Regions from separate parts of the Mus musculus genome. Here region 2 is linked to region 1. Evidence: chromatin contacts called from public HiChIP or PLAC-seq data. All regions are on one chromosome and are shown on one strand. Each heading gives the region's core, a stretch centred on a gene start, on an enhancer-like site or on the middle of the called end of the contact. The rest is flanking DNA. Distances are from core to core; before and after follow the strand shown.

Region 1 (4,281 bases), core at 19-2,518:
TGAAAGCCAGTGTGTGGAGACATTCACTCCTACCATGTGGGTCTGGGGGATGGAACTCAGGTTGGGCAGCAGGTGCCTATACTCAGGGACCCATCTTATCGGTTCCATTTTTGAACTTTGGAGCAGGTTCTTGCTATGTAGCCCAGGTTGGCCTTGAACTTGCAGCCTGGTATAATAAATGTATTTTATATTTTAAAGTCATCAATGTTTCTTCAGTGACTTAAGGCTGGGAATTTGAAGGAGCTTGTAGAAAGAAGATGGGCCTGGTGAGATGCCTCAGCAGGGAAAGATGCTTGTTGCTCAAGATTGGTGACCTGAGTTCAATTCCCAGAAACTACACAACAGGAGAAGGCAAGAACCAACTCCGCAAAGTTGTCCTTTGACTTTCATACGTGTAGTATGCCTGACACACGTCCTAACCCCACGTTATGCACATATACAAGCAAATTATGTAGTTTAATTTTTTTTCCTTAGGAAAAAAGGAAAGTTTTTCTATGGAAGAGGAAGAGACAGTGGAAGAAGGGACAGTAAGCTTTGAACTTTATTTCTGGCTCCTCCCAAAGCAATATGTTAGCAAGTCTAGGTCTTGGAAAGTACTGGGAAGGAGCCTGTGTGGCAACTGTGTCCAGATGCTCCCAGCCCATTTGGGCCAGTGGAGCAGCATCAGCATCCAGTGTCTCCAGAGCTGTGGCTTCCTGGACACCCCCCCCCCTTCTGGGGTGAGGTACTGTCCCTATCCCAAAGACAGAGACAAATGCTCTCTGCCAGCCCTGCTTTCCTGTCTCCTATGTACTCATCCAAAAAATGCCTTCTGACAGCCAGGAATGGGGACACAGTGGCAGCCACCCATCTGAGCTATCTCTGAGGATGGTGGCAGTCAGCTGTGGCCATCTGACAGCACATCTGGCCCCTTGACACTGGAAGAAGGACTGTAGCTGCCCTAAGCCTGTGGTCAGGGGTGTGACCTGTCTTTGTGGTTAGGTAGGAGGGAAGGGTGCTTTGTTGAGATCCACAAGGGGGTTGAGCTGAGAGGCCGGGCCAGCAAAGAAGGGGTTGGGAGGGAAATAATATTCCTGGAATGGTCAGAGGGGAGGGGAAGAAGGGACAGTGTTCACTTCCCTCTTCCCACCCTATCCTCTCTTGTATAGAACCCCCCACATCTAGAAAGAGCTGAATTCTGTGACTCGCATAATGAGGGCAACTCCATGGGGCATCTGTGCCCAGCGGAAGCTCAGAGGCCAGCTGGGTGTAGTGAGGGCGTTTCCAGGAGAGACTTGTGGAGGCCCGCCACTGTGAGAATGGCTATTTTAGGGGAAAGGGCTGTCCTGAGTGGTAAGCTTCGGAAATGAGTTCTGCATTTACAGGAAGAAAGAGGCCCCAGCACAGGAAGGGCAAATTTGGCCTAGTGCGTGAGCAAGGACTGTCCCCCTAAGACTGGGACTGTCCCCCTATGTTCCTTAATTTTGATCCTACCCTCACTATAGGAAACCCAGAGCCAAGGAGGCTCTGAGCTGGTGGACAAGCTCCTCTAAGAGCAGGCAGGAGGGCCATGGCAGACTGGCCAGAGAGGTAGAGCCATGCACTGCAGACACCACAAGAGAGGCGCTTCTGTTTACCCAAGATGCCACTGGAGGTAGGGGGTCCTGCAGACACTAGGGTGCTCATTGAAGGCGTGGATGGCAGCACCTCCTAGTCTATTAGGACGGCCCATGAGGCCTCAGCCTCATTCCTCCAGTGGAGTTTGAGAGCCCATGCTCACCCAACACACTAGCTTTATTTCAGAGCTAGAGACTGAATGCCCCCTCTTGAAGTTGCTCTGTCTGTAGGTTATGTGTGGTCAGGAGGTCTGGAGGGCAGGAAAGGGACAAGGTAGATCCATCCCTGAGGTTTCCTCAGGTCTGAAGTGGCTTGCAAGGCCTTCAGAGGGGTGCTTTGAGGTTGTGAAAGGCAGCAGCAATAGAGGAACGAAACAACTTCTTTGGTTTTACTCCAGGGTCCAGCTTCTGTCTGTGGCCTCTGACCTTATTTCTGAACCGTTTGCTAACGTCATTTTTGATCTCTCTCCAATCTATCTCACCTGTAAGAGCCTGCTGCACCCCGAAACACTCCCAGCGACTTTCCTTTCCTTCCTTTCTCCCTCCCTCCCTTTTTTCCTCTCTCCCTCCTTCCCCTCCCCTTTCCTTTATCCTGACCACATCTTTTTATGTGGCCCAGGTTGGCATCAAACTCCTGATCCTCCTGCCTCAGCTTCCTGTGGGCTCCAATTATAGGTGTTCACCATTAGGTTTGGCGTCTTAGCAATTCTTAAAACCATGTCCTCAGCGGCAGGTAGAGCTCTGTGGGCATGAGTCATGGTCAGGCTGGCCAAGGGTACACAGTTAGAGCCTGTTTAAAAAATCAAATCTAACCAAACCAAGCCAAACTCAAATCCAAACCAAACCCAGACCAAAACCAAAACCAACAGCATGAACATCTTTTTCTGGGTTGACAATGCTGGCTCTCAGATAGGAGGTCCTGACTGTCCCTGATCTCTGACACATTGACGGGTCATCAGATATTCCCACTGGGCATATTTACCTTGTGTCAGACCCCAGAGGAGCCTCTTTCACTTCTGTTAACATACACGAGCCCTCAATTCTAAGATTCCACGTATCAGCACTTGGGAGGCACAGGCAGGCAGATCTCTGTAAGTTTGAGGCCAGCCTGGTCTACAGAGTAAGTGCTGGGATATCCAGAGCTACACAAAGAAATCCCGTCTCTAAAAACATTTGAAGGAAAAAAAAAAAAAAGGTACCGTATATCCAGCCTGTGGGGGTTGATCCTGGGGGCCTGATGTCTAAAAGGAATACCAGGCTCATGACATCCTACCTGGTGATGTGTCCACTGCTTGGGTCCTGGGTCATCTCCCTTGGCCAACCGAGGGCTGCTGTGGGAACCAAGCGAGACTTCTGATGTCCAGCTGGTGACCACTCTCTTGGCTTGTGATCCATAACTGCTGGGGAGAAGACAGAGCCCAGTACACACCTGCCCTGGAGTCTCCAAGGACTTTCCTGGGGTGCACAGGCAAGACAGGCGCAACCCCAGACTCCTGCATGCCAGCTTCCGGGCCCTGGTCATCATGGGCTTGGGCTTACTGACCCCGCAGCTTGGGATCCTGCAGACGGGTGGGGGTGGGGGGCACAGTGTGGGAACCTCTGCCCCTTCCTGTGCACCCCTCAGTCCCCTCTCAGTCTGCCTCTGGGGAAGCCAATTGTCACAGGACTGTTTCCCTGGGCTCTACTCAAAGCTGGGAAGCATATTTGTTTACTAAAAACAAATACAACTAGGTCTCCTATACTTGAAATTGCTAAATCTGGTGGCTTTATATGTATAGAAATGGAGCAGGGTACTCATGTGCCTGAGGAGCCACCATCAGGTTGAGGCCTCGGCGTGCTCACAGGGCTAGCAAGTGGTCATGGGCACATTCAGGCTGCCAGGGCATCACAACATTATGCAGAGCTTCTGTGGAGGCCTGGGGATGGGCCCATATTGTCTCCGTTTCAAAGACATATACCCATTCTCTGGCCTGGTTACTGCCAGGGTGGCAATTTAACAGGAAGTGGGCTTGCTTCTTCTAGTCCAGCTTTTCAACTGGTCCAGTCTTTCTAGTCTCCACATAGAAAACACCTCCATCCTCATCCTGAGGTATAACTAGTCAATTTCTCCCTCCCTCCCTCTCTCCCTCCCTCTCCCCCACTTTCTCTTTCTCTCCATGGCAACATGGTTTGTCTGTGTAGCCCTGGGTGTCCTGTAACTTGTCCTGTAGACCAGGCTGGCCTACACAGATCCCCCTGCCTCTGCCTCCCAGTGCTGGGATTAAAGGTGTTCGCCACCACCTAGTCAATGTTTTTAATTTTTAGATTTTCTCTTCTTTATATTAACTATAAAGGAACATGCTCTGTATTTCCCCTCAAATTCAGAGCAAGAGGCTTTTTTATTGACCCAAGCAAGAAATCCATCTCTGATATGGCACGTAAAAGGGAATTTGGTCTATAGTCTCTCTGGGCCTGGAATTTTCTGCTTCTGCCTCTTCTCCGAGAGACCATGGCTGGGTGTGTCTGTGCTCTCTGATCAGTATGCTGGAACTTAGGGAGACAAAGGCTTTGCGCACTGAGTAAACCCGAATGGACACACACCAGGTGCAGGCTCTGCACCAGAATACTTCCACTCACAGTTTTCCAAGGGTATCACGAGGGCAGGAAAGACCTCCAGGACCCGGGCTTCCTGGGGTCAGGCTACAGG
Region 2 (4,129 bases), core at 679-3,178, 77 kb after region 1:
ATCCTGAAGTGGCCCAACTGCCACCCAACTCAGCTCCCAGAATTCCAGTGTCAGCCAGATCAGCCCTGCCTGTAATGCTGGATGGATTTTATGTAGCTAAATTTAATTCTTCTTAGATTTCAGTGGTATGCAAATTTTCTGTAATAAGCATGAATTACTTACATAATAAGAAAAAAATTACATACTAGGTTTTGTTTTAGTTTCTGTGTTCAAACAGAGTCTCACTGTGTGGCCCAGGCTGACCCTCCCACCTCAGCCTCCCAAGTACAGTGATTATAGGCTGTGTCAGTCACGTAAGTCCAACTCCCTAAACCCATGCTGACTTTTTGAGTTTGCTAACTGCATAGGGCTTGTGTAAAATATTAACACTGGGAAGTCTCGTGGAGGGCTGGAGACATGGCTCAGCAGTTAAGGGTACTTGCTGCTCTTACAGAGGATAAAGGTTCCATTCCTAGCACTAATATGGTGGCTCACAACCATCTGTAACTCCAATTTCTGGGAACCCTGTCATAGGAATGCTAGTAGAATCACTCTAGGGTAAACCTCAGAAGGAAACAGTTGCTTTTCACTGTCTCCAGGGTAGACATCAGTGACTAGGGTAGACATCAGTGACAGTAGTTTTCTGGAAGTGCCTTGACCTTGAAGAAATCATTGTAGAAATCAGTGATTGTTTTCTGTTGTCTATGGACTTATTGTTCTGAAGGAGCTTTTCAGTCTTTGCATGACCTTGGTCAGGGGACACTCCTGGCACACCTGGAAGGTCTTCTATTGTTACGCACTGCAAACACTACACAATGGGACTAAAGTTGCAGAGGCCCGAGGTTTTCCTTCAGGAAAAACAGATTAGATTAGGGACTCTGGGATGAGGAACTTGTTTTACACCCCCCCCCAACAGCTTTTGTTTAACAATAAAAATATCTTTGCATGGCTGATCAAGGTTCCATTCCTGCTGCCTTAGAGTCTGAATTACATTCTGTAGTACCCCCCTTTCTTTGATTGACCCACATTACAAAGAATACTGACAGGACCCAATACCCTCTTCTGGCCTCTGCAAGCCATGCATGTGGTGTATACACAGGTAAACTGGAACACATACATACACAAAAATAAATGCATTCCAGAGAGAATTCTTAAGCAGCTTTTTACATCTCATGTTTATTATAACAAGCTGGGTATGGCAGCTAACTTGGAGGCTGAGACAGGAGTCTTACTACAAGTTCAAGGCTAGCCTGGACTAAATTGTAAATTTTAGGCCAGCCTGGGCCATACAATAAAAAAGTACTAATTTTAAAAATGTAAAGTGTAAATGAGTCCTTGTTCTCCAGAGGAATACTGCAATTGCAAAGCCCCGTTTGGCTCTGTTCCACAACTGGGGCTTCCTCCAGGGGGAAGGGATGAGTACCCACAAGGAGTATTACCACGGGGCCCAGTATTCGTCCACTGATCAAGGAATTGGGTCATGCCTCCTCCCCTGTCCTCTTAACACCCTCCACAAACCCACCCCTTGTTTTCTGCAGGTGACCCTGCCCTTACGTCACTAAAAATGCTAGCCAACACCCTGAGTGCTTACACCCACTGTCCAGCAGTGTAACATACAGTCCCCACAGCATACTCATCGTCTTCCTCACAACAAGCCTGCAGTAGTTACTCCACTCGTCTTGTTTCACGATAAAGAAGCGGAGGTACAGTGGCACAGGAAGTGTCCAACCTCAACAGCTGGCTGTAGAGGTGGGATTTTTAACCAGGCTAGCGTGTTTATGAATCACACAATACTGCCACTAAGTGGCAAGACCATGGGAGACTCAGGAAGGGGGCAAGCAGGTTGTGACTGCCTCTGCTTGAGTCATCTCACTGATGACTGGTGAGTATGCTCGCTGGCTTAGAGGTTAGCCAGAACCTACTCTAGTGCTTAAGCCAGAGCATTAACCATGGTCAGGCTCCCACTTCCTCACGACTGCAACACAGCTGGTGAGGTATGCATGTTACACACCTCTGTGGTGACAGCCTAACTCATCTCAACAGGGAAGCTGGGGATAGGCAAAGCTATCCTGAGGATGTGGTCTCAGTGTAGGCCAGCAGAAGATACGGGACTTAAAACACTTCAATGTCTGCTGACAGTGGAATGACAGATAGAATTCATTTCTAGAGAATACCACAGGAATAAGCCAACAGTTTTTTGTTCTTGTTTTTTGTGGGTTTTTTGTTTATTTGTTTTTGCTATTTCATGCCACCCTACAAGAATCGGTGTTAAAAGATAATTCTGGTTCAGCACAATTGATAATCATTGGTATTTCCTTTCATGTTCACATGTAGTGAAATGTTTAGTAAACCTATTTTGAATTCCAGTTTTACATAGAGATACAAGGAGGGAACTGGAGAGATGGCTCCTTTGGCCACTCTTCCAGGAGACCTGGGTTTGGTTCCCAGTCCCCACATGGTATCTCCCAACCATCTGTAACACCAGTTCCAGGGGATCTAATGCCTTCTCCTGGCCTCTGCAGGCACAAGACATGCAGGTTATGTACAGACAGACAGACAGACAGACAGGCAAAACACTCATGCACATAGAAGTAAACACAACTTTAGAACACAATTAATGAAAACTCCGAAAAATGATTACTTACTCAGGTGCCAAGGAGGCTCGCAACATGGTTGAGGCCTGGGGGGTAGGGTAGGGGAGGAACAAACAGACTGAGTTAAACGCTGACAGCCGAGCATCAGCCCAAGCCCTCTAACTGCACTTAAGTAGCCATTTGCAATGTGGTCAGTGTCCTCCAAAGGCATATATGATTTTAAAGTTACTACTTGGAATGAATGCACCACTAGGCCTGTGTCAGTCAGCTGTCCTTGGTCTATTGAGACTCTTAGTCAAACTCAATGCAAACCACTGGGATCCCCTAGCCACACCTAGCCAGCAAACCTTAGACACCATGAAGAAGAAAAGCGGTTTGGATTTTTACATTCTTTTTTCCTAGTAAAATATTTCTCTTTAAGTACAAGGTAATGCCATTTTGTACCAAGCCAAACATGCCATTCCACAGGTGTTTAAAGAAAAAAATCGCACGATTCCCTTTCCTCTCATCTGCGCAGGCTGGCTTGTCACCTCCTTTACAGACAGGCACCCTGCCTCACGTGACCTGTGTGGTGGGTGTGTGTGTCCTCATGTTTTGTCACTGCGAGCACTGCCGAGTTAAATAGGAGGAATACAGAGGAATAATCAAACTACACGAGGCACTTGTCTGACAACATACACCAAATGTGAAAGAAATTGAAAATGGATTGGACTGGTATTGGGGATTCCTACTAATTCTATTTGCTTGTGTGTTTTGTTTATTTCTATCTGTTAGGTGTGGACGTTTTATTTATGGCTGAGGCTGTTTGAAACTACCTTAAAAGGACAAGGGGAGAAAACTTAAGCAGAGGAAAGAAAGGAGACACGCCTATTGAGTGTCACCAATTCCTGCCAGTGAGGGACACAGAGGAACTCTCTCCTTTGGGAGTTTCTGAAAATATGTCATTCTCATGTCCCAACACTGGGCATCAAGAGACACCCAATCATCCTGAGGCTGTTGCACGAGTTCCTCTAAAGCCCACAGACACTGAGGAAGTGGTCTTGCCAATGACCCTGGTTCTGACAGCTTCCCTCAGCCAAGTTTATAGCCCACCGATCCCAGATTTGAGCTCCGTTTCTTTTTTGTTTGTCCCTCCCTACCCCATCCCACCCCTTAGACAGGGCATCTTTATGTAATCCTGGCTGTCCTGGTCACTCTGTAGACCAGGTTGGCCTCAAACTTGGAGATCTACCTGCCTCTGCCTCCTGAGAGCTTGGATCAAAGACGTGCACCCCCATGGCCCGGCCACATCTCACTTTTTCTTTTTAAAGATTTATTTATTCTTATATCTAAGTACACTGCAGCTCTGTAGCTGTCTTCAGATGCACCAGAAGAGGGCATTAGATCTCATTACAGATGGTTGTGAGCCACCATGTGGTTGCTGGGATTTGAACTCAGGACCTTCGGAAGAGCAGTCGGTGCTCCTAACCACTGAGCCATCTCTCCAGTCCCACATCTCACTTCTAAATGCCTCATGACTGACTATAATAGTTTTTGCAGTGCTGGGATCTGAACCC

The links. HiChIP or PLAC-seq counts read pairs in DNA pulled down with a chosen protein or histone mark.
Region 2: a contact with region 1 is called in an H3K27ac HiChIP or PLAC-seq map of the HPC-7 cell line, with 7 times the contacts expected there. The contact joins two enhancer-like sites. A contact is called at or near these places in 1 of 15 datasets of contacts at CTCF or cohesin (embryonic stem cells), 4 of 484 Hi-C or Micro-C datasets (bone marrow-derived macrophages, embryonic stem cells, macrophages and 1 more), 7 of 115 datasets of contacts at active chromatin or transcription factors (the HPC-7 cell line, the SCID.adh cell line, embryonic stem cells and 1 more) and 3 of 9 other capture datasets (adipose tissue, embryonic stem cells and liver).

Annotation. Positions count from the first base shown.
Region 1 is chr1:86,260,753-86,265,033 of GRCm38.p6, reverse strand. It overlaps Armc9 (armadillo repeat containing 9), which reads right to left. Exons shown (of 25, transcript NM_030184.2): 23 at 2,869-2,992. Among named protein-coding and RNA genes, the nearest start is that of Gm46098, 6.1 kb to the right of the region's middle. Within about 2 kb of position 1,268, at least 84 of the 459 cell types and tissues checked have an H3K27ac peak or open chromatin away from gene starts, as enhancers often do. A contact at or near this core is called in the HPC-7 cell line, where this site is marked.
Region 2 is chr1:86,184,635-86,188,763 of GRCm38.p6, reverse strand. Armc9 (armadillo repeat containing 9) reads right to left here. Exons shown (of 25, transcript NM_030184.2): 10 at 2,625-2,659. Among named protein-coding and RNA genes, the nearest start is that of Armc9, 32 kb to the right of the region's middle. Within about 2 kb of position 1,928, at least 42 of the 459 cell types and tissues checked have an H3K27ac peak or open chromatin away from gene starts, as enhancers often do. A contact at or near this core is called in the HPC-7 cell line, where this site is marked.